Linked DNA regions of Danio rerio: all the other regions are linked to region 1. Evidence: chromatin contacts called from public HiChIP or PLAC-seq data. All regions are on one chromosome and are shown on one strand. Each heading gives the region's core, a stretch centred on a gene start, on an enhancer-like site or on the middle of the called end of the contact. The rest is flanking DNA. Distances are from core to core; before and after follow the strand shown.

What was found. HiChIP or PLAC-seq counts read pairs in DNA pulled down with a chosen protein or histone mark.
Region 2: an H3K4me3 HiChIP or PLAC-seq map of embryo shows a contact between it and region 1, with 4 times the contacts expected there. The contact joins the promoter of osbpl3a here to the promoter of nfe2l3 in region 1.
Region 3: a contact with region 1 is called in an H3K4me3 HiChIP or PLAC-seq map of gastrula embryo, with 4 times the contacts expected there. The contact joins the promoter of hoxa1a here to the promoter of nfe2l3 in region 1. A contact is called at or near these places in 1 of 18 Hi-C or Micro-C datasets (an unstated tissue) and 2 of 4 datasets of contacts at active chromatin or transcription factors (caudal fin and gastrula embryo).
Region 4: a contact with region 1 is called in an H3K4me3 HiChIP or PLAC-seq map of gastrula embryo, with 4 times the contacts expected there. The contact joins the promoter of hoxa5a here to the promoter of nfe2l3 in region 1. A contact is called at or near these places in 5 of 18 Hi-C or Micro-C datasets (caudal fin, embryo, fibroblasts and 1 more) and 3 of 4 datasets of contacts at active chromatin or transcription factors (caudal fin, embryo and gastrula embryo).

Annotation. Positions count from the first base shown.
Region 1 is chr19:22,228,009-22,231,353 of GRCz12tu, forward strand. It overlaps nfe2l3 (nfe2 like bZIP transcription factor 3), which reads right to left and starts at 1,393. Exons shown (of 5, transcript NM_213231.1): 1 at 656-1,393. The coding sequence starts at 1,156. It overlaps LOC141378966 (a long non-coding RNA gene), which reads left to right and starts at 1,655. Exons shown (of 3, transcript XR_012394807.1): 1 at 1,655-1,911.
Region 2 is chr19:22,386,256-22,389,873 of GRCz12tu, forward strand. osbpl3a (oxysterol binding protein-like 3a) reads left to right here and starts at 2,300. Exons shown (of 22, transcript NM_001004646.1): 1 at 2,300-2,364.
Region 3 is chr19:22,044,108-22,047,773 of GRCz12tu, forward strand. hoxa1a (homeobox A1a) reads left to right here and starts at 1,600. Exons shown (of 2, transcript NM_131536.2): 1 at 1,600-2,335; 2 at 2,531-2,902. The coding sequence starts at 1,696. The coding sequence ends at 2,880. It also overlaps a transcript of evx1 not described here.
Region 4 is chr19:22,017,606-22,020,920 of GRCz12tu, forward strand. hoxa5a (homeobox A5a) reads left to right here and starts at 1,503. Exons shown (of 2, transcript NM_131540.1): 1 at 1,503-1,935; 2 at 2,443-2,693. The coding sequence starts at 1,503. The coding sequence ends at 2,693. It also overlaps a transcript of evx1 not described here and a transcript of hoxa3a not described here.

The DNA of each region.
Region 1 (3,345 bases), core at 143-2,642:
CTAAATGATACTGTAACCTCTGACGGAATCTAGACAGGTTTATCCTATAAAAATGGGATGGTATTGATTACATTTACAACACGTCTAAATTGATCAAATGCAATGGATAATTATTGATTAAAACATGGTTAAAATTTGAAAATGCTCTGACACTGGTCCTGTGCCCGTTGCCATTGTTCAAGGCCCTTGTACTAACTTATGAAACACATGATCGACACATGTAACTGTTGCCATGGTTACAGGCCCTAATACAAACAAGTAAACATATTTACATTGAAAACACTTTTTTTTTGAAAACACGAGTTATTTAACTTAATTAAGGATTTGAATTTGCAGCAGAGGGTTTAAAAACATAGTAGTAAAATCAAAGCCCATAACCAGATCAATACAACCAGGTAGATCAAACCTAGATAGCCACACATTAAATTAATTTGTAACATTAAACTCATTTGTGTATTAATGGATGAGTTATTGTTTCGCTTTCAGTTGCTCACGAGTGCTAAATAGGGTTTGCCATGAAGCTAACTGCTAACTCATCAAAATAACACAACATTAAAGTTACCCATATGCGCCAACCAGAGTAGCTTATAATGAGAATGCAACAAAATATCACTTTAAGCATGGAAACTGTGTAACATTATATGACTATTGATACCTCTTTAGAAAGTTCTCCGGATGCACAGCAAGGCCTCGAAACGGTGCAATCCTGAGATAATGACAGCCCGAAGCCTTCTCCAGCCCTATGGTCGTTCTCTTCCTGGTGATTTTCGGTATTTACCTCCTGATTATCAGGGTCCTCTGGTAGCTCATCGCCATCAGACCCTTCGTCAGGTACCAGGTGCACAAGCCATGCGCTGACACGCGTGGGGAAGCGGGCCGGGGACCCGAGCGCTCGCACTTCATTAAGAAGCCTGCGGCTGGTGAAAAAATAGTCCAGCTCGGGACATTTTGGGTGCACATGATGGCCCGCTGCGGTATCCCGGTAGTGGTGAAACGGGGTCTGTATAAAAGCCGAGCTCGGTCCCCCATCTGTCTCTATCAATGGCGAGAAGTAGCCGCTCAAATAGGTGTCGACATCCACGCGAACTCCTATCAAACTCAGTAGAATCGTAAACTGAATGAGTCCCTCGGTGAAATATTTCTTCATATGATGCATGTTTTAAACAAATATTTTAACCTCAGGAGGCTTAAACGAAAACAATGATCGTCTGTTTCTTGTAAAACAAAGACAAAATCCCAAACAAAAGAGCACGCGTTGACTACTCTCCGTGTCAGACAAAGAGAGCAGCCCCGACCGGCGAAACTGTTCGCTGCACTTACACTACCGGCTTTTCATAACTTCCTGGCCACTAACATCACATTTCACAGATGTAGCTCTGTCCTTTAACATCACGAATCATTCTCGTTGGATGAATTCCGCAAGACGGATAAAACTTTTTATCTTATTAAGAGCTATAAAACTCCGAGGCTATCCTGAATTGAGCCTCTCATTCGAGGAGGGGAGCAACTGCTCAAATTTGCATAACTAAATAAAACCCCACTCTTATGCGACGGAATTACCTTCGCAACAAGCTCTGATTGGACCATTTATGTTGTCATTCATTTAGCGAGCCAATCACAGGCAAGCATGAGCCACGCTTCCTTTAGCTCTTCCGTTCTTGGACGAAAGATTAAAGCAAACTAGGAAGTATTGTAATTTCTCAGTTCTAATAATCATATATTTAAATTATTTCATTGCTAAAACTTTTGCGAAATTTATCTAAACACAGCTACCCCCTCTTCGGTTTGACCTACTAACCCGCTGCACTCTTAAGTGCTTTAAACGGTAGCTGTCATGGCTGGTGTCGTCATCATTTAACTGACCTTATTCCATGGTTTGCTCAAACCACAGACTCGAGGAGAACACAAATGGTATTGATTAATTAGCGATTTTGTATATATATATGTATGTATGTATGTATATATATATGTATGTATGTATATATATATATATATATATATATATTTATATATATATATATATATATATATATATATATATATATATATATATATATATATATATATATATATATATATATATATATATATATATATATATATATATATATATATGTATATATATATATATATATATATATATATATATATATATATATATATATATATATATATATATTGATATTCTGCAAATAATATTACTCCTACAGCCTATTTACCCTTGTGTATTACTTTTGTACAACATGTTCATTTTAAATATATATATATATGCGGAAAATAATTATCTATCTATCTATCTATCTATCTATCTATCTATCTATCTATCTATCTATCTATCTGTCTGTCTGTCTGTCTGTCTGTCTGTCCGTCCGTCCGTCCGTCCGTCCGTCCGTCCGTCCGTCCGTCCGTCCGTCCGTCCGTCCGTCCATCTATCTATCTATCTATCTATCTATCTATCTATCTATCTATCTATCTATCTATCTATCTATCTATCTATCTATCTATCTATCTATCTATCTATCTATCTATCTATCTATCTATCACATCATATAGAAAAGCTACAACACAGGCAGTGCAATGCAACAAACATTCTCCAAAAGAGCTAACAGCTTCGACTGTGAGTGCAGTGTTTGCTCCATTGCACAAAAACATCTCACAATGCCTTTTTTTTTTTTTTTTCTTCTTTTTTTTGGATAGGGGTTTTCAACCCAGGACCTGCGTGTGTGGACCCCTAGGGGCCCAGATGGGAATACAAGAGGGTTTGTGTAAAATAGCCAAGTGGTGCTTGCTGCAGAGCCATTTGAGGAGAGGTGAGCTCCAGAGAGGGGGAGCATGAGCTGTCGCTCCTCCTCCTGTAAGCTGTTTTAATGCGTACACCAACCCCACCCCTAACCCTACCCCCAGTGACATCACTCGTAGAAGAAGTGCAAAAAAGGTGGAGCTCAAGCTTAAGATCCCCCTCTCTGGAGCTCACCTCTCCTCAAATGGCTCTGCAGCGAGACCAAAGAAATAAATAATAGAAAAAAGTAAATAAATACAAATAATCAATACAATTAACGTTATGTTTAATAAATTGAAGATACAGATATGAGCTAAAATAAATAAGTAATCATTTTCAGATAAACACATTAAAAATAACAAAGAATTGAAATTAGATTAAACTAAACAAACAAATAAACAAATTAAAACAAATATAAAATAAATGAAATCATTAAAAAATTTCGATAAGTGAATGAAGAGCTAAATCCTAAAATTATAAGAATCATAAATAATATGTACTTTTTTCAAAATAGAAACCGGTTGTTTATTAAAGAAGCTGTATATGGATGCCTTTACATTTTAGGA
Region 2 (3,618 bases), core at 1,050-3,549, 160 kb after region 1:
AGGTCATCAAAACCTGGCCATAATATCATCAGGAAAAACTAGCAGAGTACACTGATAGATTGACAACATGGCATAACATTGTTATCAATTGTCAACAATGAAAAAGGGATTTGTCATTCTGAATGATGCATATATTCACTTTTGAGATATAAACTAAGAAATGTTTGAGCAAGTTATTTATTATATATGGAGCTGTTTGTGCAAACAGTTTGAGAAAAACACAAAACTGGAGATTTGCGCTCAAAAATATGATTAAAAGCATTGTTTACTCACCTTGAAGTGATTCCAAATTTTAGAGTTTCATTTCTATGTTGAACTCAAACTAAAATTGGTTGAAGAATGCTGTAAACAGGTAGCCACAGGCATCCATGGAAGCTTTTGGTATCCAATAATAATACAAATTGGAACAAATGGAGGGTGAGTAGATGAAACCAGTTTTCATTTTTGGGTCTACTATCCCATGCCGTAAGGACAGTTCATCCAAAAAATTTTATTCTGTCATCATTTATTTACCCTTCACTTGTTCAAGTGACCTATTTGAGTTTTAACACACTGTTGAATGCAAAAGAAGATATTTTGAAGAATGCTGGGACCCATTTTTTCCTACTATAGAAAGTTGATGGATCCCAATACTCTTTAAAATATCTTCATTTGTGTTCAACAAAAGTAAAAAAAAACTCATAATGGTTTAAAAAAAACCATGAGGGATAGTAAATGAGGTAATTTTCATTTTGGGTGAACTCTCCCTTTTCACTACTGCATCTATCAATTCTCCACTTGACCCCCAGAGTACGCTGTTTCCTTTGTAATAGTTCAGGGTTACTAACACCCGTTCACTCTTTAAGTTACATGTTCAAAATAAGAAATGGATGAGAATTTTCATTGACTGCTTTGTATGTTTATAAAATGTGTATACCCTATGGTTTTTAATTTTGTATATACCTACAGTGTGTATTGTTTTACCTATATGTTATTTAACGATCTTATAAAATGTCACACATTTGCTATGCAAATTAGCCTATCACTAAGTTGTTGATGAATTGTAGCCTATGTGTTTAGCGTTACTTTTTAAATGAAACTTTTATGTTATGACTTTTAATGAAACAGTGAATTTGTGTCAACCACTTAATAAAAACAAAGCAGGGATGTATTTGCAGTAGGAAATGTAATTAATATTCTGAATTAGACCTATTTAATTAAAATTGCTTAAACTTCTACAATAACATATCATTAGCATAGAGAAACGGGGAAATGACATATCAGTGAAACCAATGTGTCATATTTTCCGTATTCTCTACTTGCCCACCGTCATGGGAAAACACTGGTTTCACTGCTCAGAGTTTTCCCAGAGCTGACAACATGACGTCTATAACACTTCAGTGATGTGCTCGAGTTGTGTGATTGTTTGTCTTGTCTGTGTGGTTCTTATTTAAAACATACTGTACCTGAATCAGGTTGACTGGTTTGGTACATTCCATTGAAGGGAGGATTCCCTTTCTAGTAGATGGGTGTTGGCATGAACTAAAGCCTTCGTTGTTAAGGCAACCCTGGGCTAATATGCAAAGAAGCACATTTGTCTAACATGAATTAATCATACCATAGCATCGTGCTGATATGCTGTAGATGGGATTCCCTCTTCAAATGCAGTCCTCACAATTCAGATGGATATAAGGTGATTATTCCAAGCTAGTAAATGATTCAGTTTAATTAATTTAGAGATGGATAGATATATAGATTAGACAGACAGACAGACAGACAGACAGACAGACAGACAGACAGACAGACAGACAGACAGACAGACAGACAGACAGACAGACAGATAGATAGATAGATAGATAGATAGATAGATAGATAGATAGATAGATAGATAGATAGATAGATAGATAGATAGATAGATGAAGTGATTACCTGTGTGTACCAGAATTACATAATAGTTTCTGTTCTGTTTTGTTTTAAAATGCCATATCTTGATTGGCTCTGCGGTGGAATTTCATTGGTTTCCTAAACATCAATCATCGGATGCCCCGCCTACGACTACTCACCTCACCGCGGAACTCAAAACACGGTTCGAGGTTCAAACCTGAGCTGGAAGTCGTGAATATAAAACCTATGGTTTCTCTTCCACCTTGCGCTTCTTTCTCGGATTACAGCGGTGCGTCACGAACATTTCGTATGTGATATACACTTCCTAGAAGCGAAGTTACTTAAGACCTGGCAGGTAGGAGAAGAGAGATGGTGAACCCGACGACAGTCGCTTTGTCCAAAGTATAAATGTGCTGATAAGGCGTCTTTTTTAAGTGGACCGCCAGTGACACGACGACAGAGCCGCCGCGCCACGCTGTCACTCTGAACCTGGCGACTGTGGTAGGCACTGACTTCGTTTCTAGTAATATAATGTAAATGTTTGGATGATCAAACAAGAGCTTTTGTAAGAGAAGAATTATAACTGCGATGATTTCGGCACATGTGTCGTAAAATATGTCCACTAATATACATCCGGTCTTATGAATGAATATAGCCGTATGTTTAACGTTATATCAGTCTTAAATCCCGATCATAGCCGATAAGTTTATTTCTTTTGAGTTTAATGTCGCCTTAGAAACTCTTTAAAACTATTTCCTGTCCTCACCATGGGTTAAATGACTCATCTGTGAGCCTATTACGCAGTTTTGTTTTAATTTACCCTTAATAAAATATTTATTCTTGTTCATTTTCGGCCTAGGCAACTTTGCAGTTTGTTATAAAAGTTTTAAGAAGTTGTGCAAGTCAATTTACTATTTGACTGATTGGTTTGGTCAGAGTCATTGTGTTGCTGTGGCAACAACAAGGGGACCCGCATCGTGTACAAGTGTCCGTCACGACTGCAAATATTGTGTGTTGTTGTGTTGCATAATTCACACACTCCCTAACCCTCGATTTTTGTAGTTTATTGTTGCTTATTTGATACAATTAAAAACATCAAATTACGATATTTTTTATTTTTATTGTCAGCACCTTTACTATCTGCTATAAAAGTGGTTTAATTTTTTGACAAAAGGCAAAGTTTCTCGCAAAATCCTTAATATGTAAATTAGTGACCTTCATTCTGTTCAGTTTTTGTCCCGAAGGCAGAAAGTCAGAGACTAGCTACAGCAGCATTTTTTTCTATACAAGGAAAGTGAAAGCTAACTGAAGTTGTTTTTAACTCGGAATATAATAAGAATACATTTTAGAGCAGTAATCACAATACTGTGATAGAATGAAATTTTATCCAAGGTTATTATATCCTCAGAATCTTATACCGTCCAGGCATGGGACAATAATTGTTTTCTGTGGTTTAGAAAAGTCAAGGTTTTAAAACCGTCAAAAATTTCCGCTGTACCGTTCCTAAAGGTATGTGTAAGATTGTTTTAATCATGTTTTTTTTTTTTTTTAGGACAACAGTATCTTTAGCAGAAAAAATATCCAAAGATGCTGTTTTAAATAGTTAAAAAAAATCGGTTTTTGAAACAAATGAAGACATCAGAAGTCAATTATTCATTTAGCTTGACATGATTAATGTTCCAAAATAATTTAAATGTTTCTCAAAATAATATATATATTATATTTAAAAGGAAAAATGTTTTAGTTTTATACCAT
Region 3 (3,666 bases), core at 350-2,849, 180 kb before region 1:
AATTTATGAAGCAAAACTGTTCAAACGTGTCTCCTTCGCCAAAGTTGGGCTCTTTGTCTCGTACTCTTTTCTCTGCATCGTCAGGAAATACCGAGGAGGATGTTTCTTTTCATGAAACGAACTCATAAATCAAAGTCTTCTAGAAAAGCTGACAGCATCCAGACAATCAGTGTCTGTGAAAATCTGCCCAAATACGTATTTCATTCACCGCTTATCAATATAACGATTTTGGATTCAGCGCAACCCACGTGGACGGATAATAATAATTAATCTTTTTATTGGCGTTTTACACCCCGTCATTAGGATTACACAAAACACTCATACAACATATTTCACTGCACGTCCTCCCCAATTTGTCTTAGTCTTTTTGCTTTTTGTCCTGATTGAAATAACGTTACAAATGTTTATAATGTCTTTATTGAAGATGTTTTAAAATGCTTTTTTTCGTATGAATAAACAAATATTTAATCAACTACAATAGTTTTTATTTTTAGATATTTTTCCCCACATCTAACAGAGTGAACATTTGGCCACTAAGTGGTTCTACAGTTTTTATAAACTATGACTCCATTTCATTTAAGTACATTACACTTTATATTTATGCTGTTATTTTTTCTTGCCTTATTTGTCAGGCTTGTTGCTGTAAAAAAAATAGTGGCATAAGAAATACTAGGCCGTAGTAAGCTTGTGTAAAGCGCCATTTTGAAAAAAGAAAAAAGGTATAAAAATGTCCAATTTCCTCCAGAGGGGGCGCGTGTCTCCTCTGCTCCACATAGGATTGTGGATAAAATACATCGTCTTCCCTGTGATTATTGATCAGTCTGTGAATACTAATCACAAAATAGCATTCAGCAAAAACAGAAATCCCGCTAATGTATTTATTTCAACATGTAAGTTCTTAGTTCCAAGTAAGTTCCAAGTCCTTAGTTCCTTGCTGCTTAATGTTGACAGTTAGCATACATAGACATAGGCTAAATAGCTTATAGCAGTAATAAATATACAGTGGGCTACAGCCAATGTTTTTATCAAGTAGCTAAGCCTAACGTATTAAAAAACAACAAATATAACTGTGCTGGCTACACCGAAAAAATAACAATACGATGAGTGGTAGTCAGTTTATCATTTTTATACACTTACTAAGTTGACGAAAGCCGATACACTAGAGCCTATAGCTGATAGGATATTGCTACCCGAATTGTGAACCAGAAAAAGATACTAACTTTACATAATTTCTTTGTGGTTTTGAGATCATCTTACCTGAAGCATTTCTTTAAAAAAAATCCACACACCGAGAAGCTGATGCTGCCGGGACGCTGTCTGTGAGACAACGTCCCTCTTAGCGTATCTGCCAGCGAATCTATCCTTTCAGCAGAAGTAAAGGTGGGCCTACGTAACGTTGATGGACAAGAGGTCGGCATTTGCATAAGCCTGGTCTTTAACGACAACCTGTCAGTGCAAGGCCACTTAAGATCAAGATGAGACAGCACAACTGATCACTGGCTGACCCAGCCCACGTGACTGTCACTGGTCATTCATATCACTAGCGCCCGAACACCTCCAATCCACGACTGATTGAAGGAGGCAGAAGGGTGCCTCGGCTCAACCCAGGGTGAATGGTGCGACGTTAATCAGTTCCGGGCCCAAAGTTCTGTCAGTGTGGCAACCACGAGCTGAGACGCCCAAGAAGATGACACAATGAGCACATTCTTAGATTTTTCGTCCATAAGTGGTGGTGGAGATGGAGGTAGCGGGGGCTCGTGCTCAGTCAGGGCGTTCCACGGTGATCACGGACTTTCAACATTCCAATCGTCGTGTGCTGTTAGGTTAAATAGCTGCAGTGGAGATGAACGGTTCATGTCCAATATATCGTCACAAGATGTAATTAACTCTCAGCCACAACAGGCCGGCTCGTACCAGTCCCCCGGGACTTTGTCAATTACCTACAGCGCCCATCCAAGTTATGGAACTCAAAGTTTTTGCACTGGATACAATCACTATGCCCTAAATCAGGACGTGGAATCGTCTGTGAGCTTTCCCCAGTGTGGCCCGTTAGTTTACTCTGGAAATATTTCTTCCACTGTTGTGCAGCACCGTCATCATCGTCATGGTTACAGTAGCGGAAACGTTCACCTCCATGGCCAGTTCCAGTACGGCTCAGCCACATATGGTAATAGTTCGGATCAGGCAAACCTTACGTTTGTGGCGGGCTGCTCAAATCCGCTTTCCCCTCTGCATGTGCCTCATCATGATGCTTGTTGTTCACCTCTATCAGATGGCGTGCCCACGGGACAGACATTTGACTGGATGAAGGTTAAACGCAACCCGCCAAAAACAGGTGAGTGACTTAAATTTTACAAGTCGTAATTATTTTTTCTCCCGATACGGAATACAAGTCCTGACTTAATATTGCATGTCCAACACTGGTTACATAAACATCTGAAGAAACCTAAGATATGGGACTTGACATAACAATATAGCCTAGTATGCATACACACATTCATTTATTCTTCTTTTCATTCTCTCTCTTAAGGAAAAGCTGGGGAGTATGGATTTGGTGGGCAGCCAAACACTGTACGCACCAATTTTTCGACAAAACAGCTGACAGAGCTTGAAAAGGAGTTTCATTTCAATAAGTACTTGACTCGCGCAAGGCGCGTGGAGATCGCGGCTTCTCTCCAATTGAATGAGACTCAGGTGAAGATATGGTTTCAAAATCGCCGTATGAAACAAAAGAAGCGCGAAAAGGAAGGTCTTTTGCCGAAATCTTTGTCCGAACAGAAAGATGGTCTCGAAAAAACAGAGGATGCATCTGAAAAGTCGCCCTCTGCACCATCCACGCCCTCTCCTTCACCAACTGTTGAGGCATACTCCTCTAATTAAACAGCTTTCACATTTGTTCTTTCAAATTGTAAACAATAATGCAAAATTGTTTGTGACTTGTCTTATGGTTATTTGTACATCATGTTTTAACATAAGTGGAAGAGTGTTTTAGCGACCAACCGTTTCTAACTCGACCATTTTGATCACTCATTGTTTATCTGTGCACTATTTATGTTAATGTGAAATAACTGTTAATTGTCTTGGGCACTTTGTCAAGCACCTGGATAGAAAGAAGTGGCTTGTGCATTTTTGTGCACAGTAATAACAAATGCTGCACTTTTACGCGCGTCTTAGTTTGAACTTGTAAACCACTTGTCAAAATGTCTACCTCAAGAACCGAAGGAAATAGTGCAATATATTTAGGGGATGCATTACTAGTGAATCTGTTAAATCTTTCGGGAAATAGTGTCTGTAATTGACAAATTCTCTGGACGATGCAAAGTGTTGTTAATTCTTGTGTTGTGAGTTTTGCAGCATACGCAATTGTCTGAAGTTGTTCTCCGGTGATGCTGAGTTTTATCAGTCGGAATTAAAGTTTCCTTTAATTTAGAAATGCGTTAGAAAAAGATCAAGATACGGGTGAAATCATGTGATAATTAAAATGTATCTTATAAGTACAATTTATTCAAATACTGTATTACTTTTGATGGTTCTAATGTCTGTCAACCCTCACAGAAACAACTAACTCTAAAACACTGCTGACAATCTGTCTTAAAAATTTAAACCAGCAATCTAAGCACTATTATTTAATATTTAAATATACATTTTGTGGAATGAACTGTTAAG
Region 4 (3,315 bases), core at 253-2,752, 210 kb before region 1:
GGCGTCTCTATTCACCAACTAATGTCAGGTTTTCTCTTAGTCGTGGCATTCCTTGTTTGTTTGTTTTTTTCATCATATACTTCTGTTGATGTTTTTCCTGTTTTCCTGTTATTTTAGCTGGTCATGGAAAAAGGTTTGCTGATCACCAGAGGTTCTCTGAAAGTTAGTCTCCGCTGCTTTCCAATTTTTTAATGAAATTTTACATTGTTGTAGTCAGATTTGTCTTGTATATTGCCAGAACCCATAGAGAAAAACCTATTACTTTTTATTCTATGACATTACATTGGATTTTATAGATATTTTATAGATATTTTTTTGTTCGTGTTACACACCAACACAAAGTAGCCTACAACCTACCTTACTTCGCACTTTTCCATAGGATGCATGTATGTATGTATGTATGTATGCATGTATGTGTAAAATGCATTATTATTATCATTACTATTAATATTATTGTTGTTGTTGTTGTTATTATTTAGAATATAATCTACTAATAGACAGCTGTGCTTAATCCCAAAATGCTAAACAGCAATTAGGCATTACATCATGAATAATGTAAACCCTTAGTTAAAAATCGCCGTTTTGCTTGCACTTTAAAAATTAAAAAAGAGATTGACTAAGCATATTTAACAACATCCCATGAATGTTTTTAAGCATAATATTTTAAAATAAAAAAAAATCCAGTGCCCGTCTTACAATTAATTAAACACAAAGCTTAGTCTTTTTATAAATAATAAAGGAATTATGCTTGTCCTTTGACCATTTTAACTGCGTATATCTTCTTTTATGTATTGAGTTTTATTCTCGTTGACGACTGATGTTTCAAATTTCTAGTTTCGAGTGACACTGAGTCTATCAGGCATTCTGCTGCGCGTTTTAGTGTGCAGGTCACGGCGCATTGTTTCAGCAGATACAATTTTTCTACCGCAGAGTCGTTACCCTCTGAATGACCCCATCGCTTGCTCGCCTCCAGTCTGATGGTTTAGGTAGTCCCGACTCTAACCAGAGGGTGGCGCACGGCTACCATCTACAAACAAGCGATTTAACTGCTAGTTCGCCAAAACTGTTGTTGCGCGCTCCCGTGTCCTAACAATTCCACCCTGATTTCCTGCTTACGTCTGAGTTTACCGCTGGAGGTCACAGAATAGGATTTACGACTGGTCAACAAAAAACACGTGATTCTAAGCCATAGCCCATATTTGGAAGCCTACGTAAGGGTGCATTAAGTCTGTGTCTCACTCATTTCCATAATTCATCATAAATAGTGCAAGGGTGCAATAGAAGCTCAAAACCACCAAGAGACACAAATCAAACTCAAACGGCAGCATTGTTTTCTCCATAAAGGTAGTTGTAGTAAGTAAAAGTAACAATAAGGTAATTGTCAACCAATGAGCTCTTATTTCGTGAATTCATTTTGCGGTCGCTATCCAAATGGCGTGGACTATCCCTTACATAACTATGGAGATCACAACTCTAGTGGCCAATGCAGAGATTCTACGGGCATGCATTCGGGCAGGTATGCTTGTGGCTACAATGGAATGGATCTCAGCACCGGGCACTCCAGCCCCGGACACTTTCTTTCATCTGGTGAGCGAACTCAAAGCTACAAAGACAGTCCAACTGCGACGCCTGTCCGGTACAATCAGCCGGTTACCGCTAGCAGCGCTGAACCTTCCTCTGATCATCTCCCCTGCTCATCCTTAGCCAACTCTCCTGTCAGTGAGCAGTCACACCGCGCCCTGAAAATCTCACTATCTAGCACCGCTGGCTCTGCGTCCAAAAGCTTTGGAACGGTTCTCAGCCGGGAGGGAGTTTCGAAAGTGTCAAGCTCTATGGAGGAAGAAAAGCCACCGGGTAGTGGACAGACAGCTTCACAGAATGTGTCGGAGGCACCGCAGATTTATCCATGGATGCGAAAACTTCATATAAGTCATGGTAAACGGCAAACGTAGAGGTTTGCTTTTATTGCGTTTGTGTTCTGAGTGTTAATGTAAGGTGTGATTGGCCTCCTGCCAGTTTTACAGTAAAATTTTTTTTAACTTTATATGAATATTGAAATATTAGAGTTAGTTTTTCATTTTGGATATTTATATCGAAAAATATGCCAAATATGCATCCTGTGGTTTAATGACTCCATGTTTCTAAAGATTATTTAAAACTGATTATATTCTTTAAAAACGAAGTGCAATTGTATGATTAATTAATTTGTCGATTGTGGATTAATAAATTGGTTGTGTTATTAAATAAATTATAATTTGTTAGAGATAATTTGAAAAAAAATAGTTGAAATAAATGTTATGCTTTTTGCCCTTGAGAGAATGTTACGCATGCGTTGAGTTTGATGCATACATGCTACTTCAGTTCACTTTTTGTGTCGTGCATACCAGGTGTATTAAAATGCATAATAAATAAAAGTGAAAATGTCCCACTCATGTATAACAGATAATTTGGCCGGACCGGAGGGGAAAAGGCCCAGGACAGCCTACACGCGCTACCAGACACTTGAGCTCGAGAAGGAGTTCCACTTCAACCGATACCTGACACGTCGCCGAAGAATTGAGATTGCACACACTCTTTGTCTCTCAGAGAGACAAATCAAAATATGGTTTCAAAACCGCAGAATGAAATGGAAAAAAGACAACAAACTGAAAAGTATGAATATGGCAGCTGCAGGAAGCGGATACCGGCCTTAAAATGTATATTTGTATATTTACCTCTATAAAATGTGTTAGTGTTTGAATATATGCTGATGTGTGTGCGTCCGCGCGTTTCTTTATTCTAAGTGTGTGTTTCTCAAGGGGATGTCTTTCACAAAAGAACTTTCCACTTGTTATGTGAAAGTAAACGCCCTGTGTAGCGGCCTTGGATAAAAAAGTAAACTTCTCTTCTGTGTTTTCATGTAATGTGGATAGATATTTGCATTGTCTTAGTAAAAGGAATGTGTAAATAAATATATAAGCTTTGAATACAATTACTTTAAATATCTAAAGTACACTGGATAAGCAAATGAGTAAAATATTAGATTCTTACAAAATTAAGTTTAAAACGGTTTTGTCGTTTGTTTGTCTTGAAGTTTGTACATATGAATTGATGTATTTTACAGGTTATTTATTTAAAATCAGTATCAAATACCGATTGTATTTTATGTCACTCTGAAGTAGACCTGTTTTGTTCGTGTTGTTCAGTCATCGCTGCGTATTGATAAAAACGTTCCGCTCTGACAGTTTCGTAAACATTTTTCAATTTGAATGTTTGTGTGTTTTGCGTTTTCAAATATTTGCAGATGTGTCACTCGATTTATTTATTTAATTTACC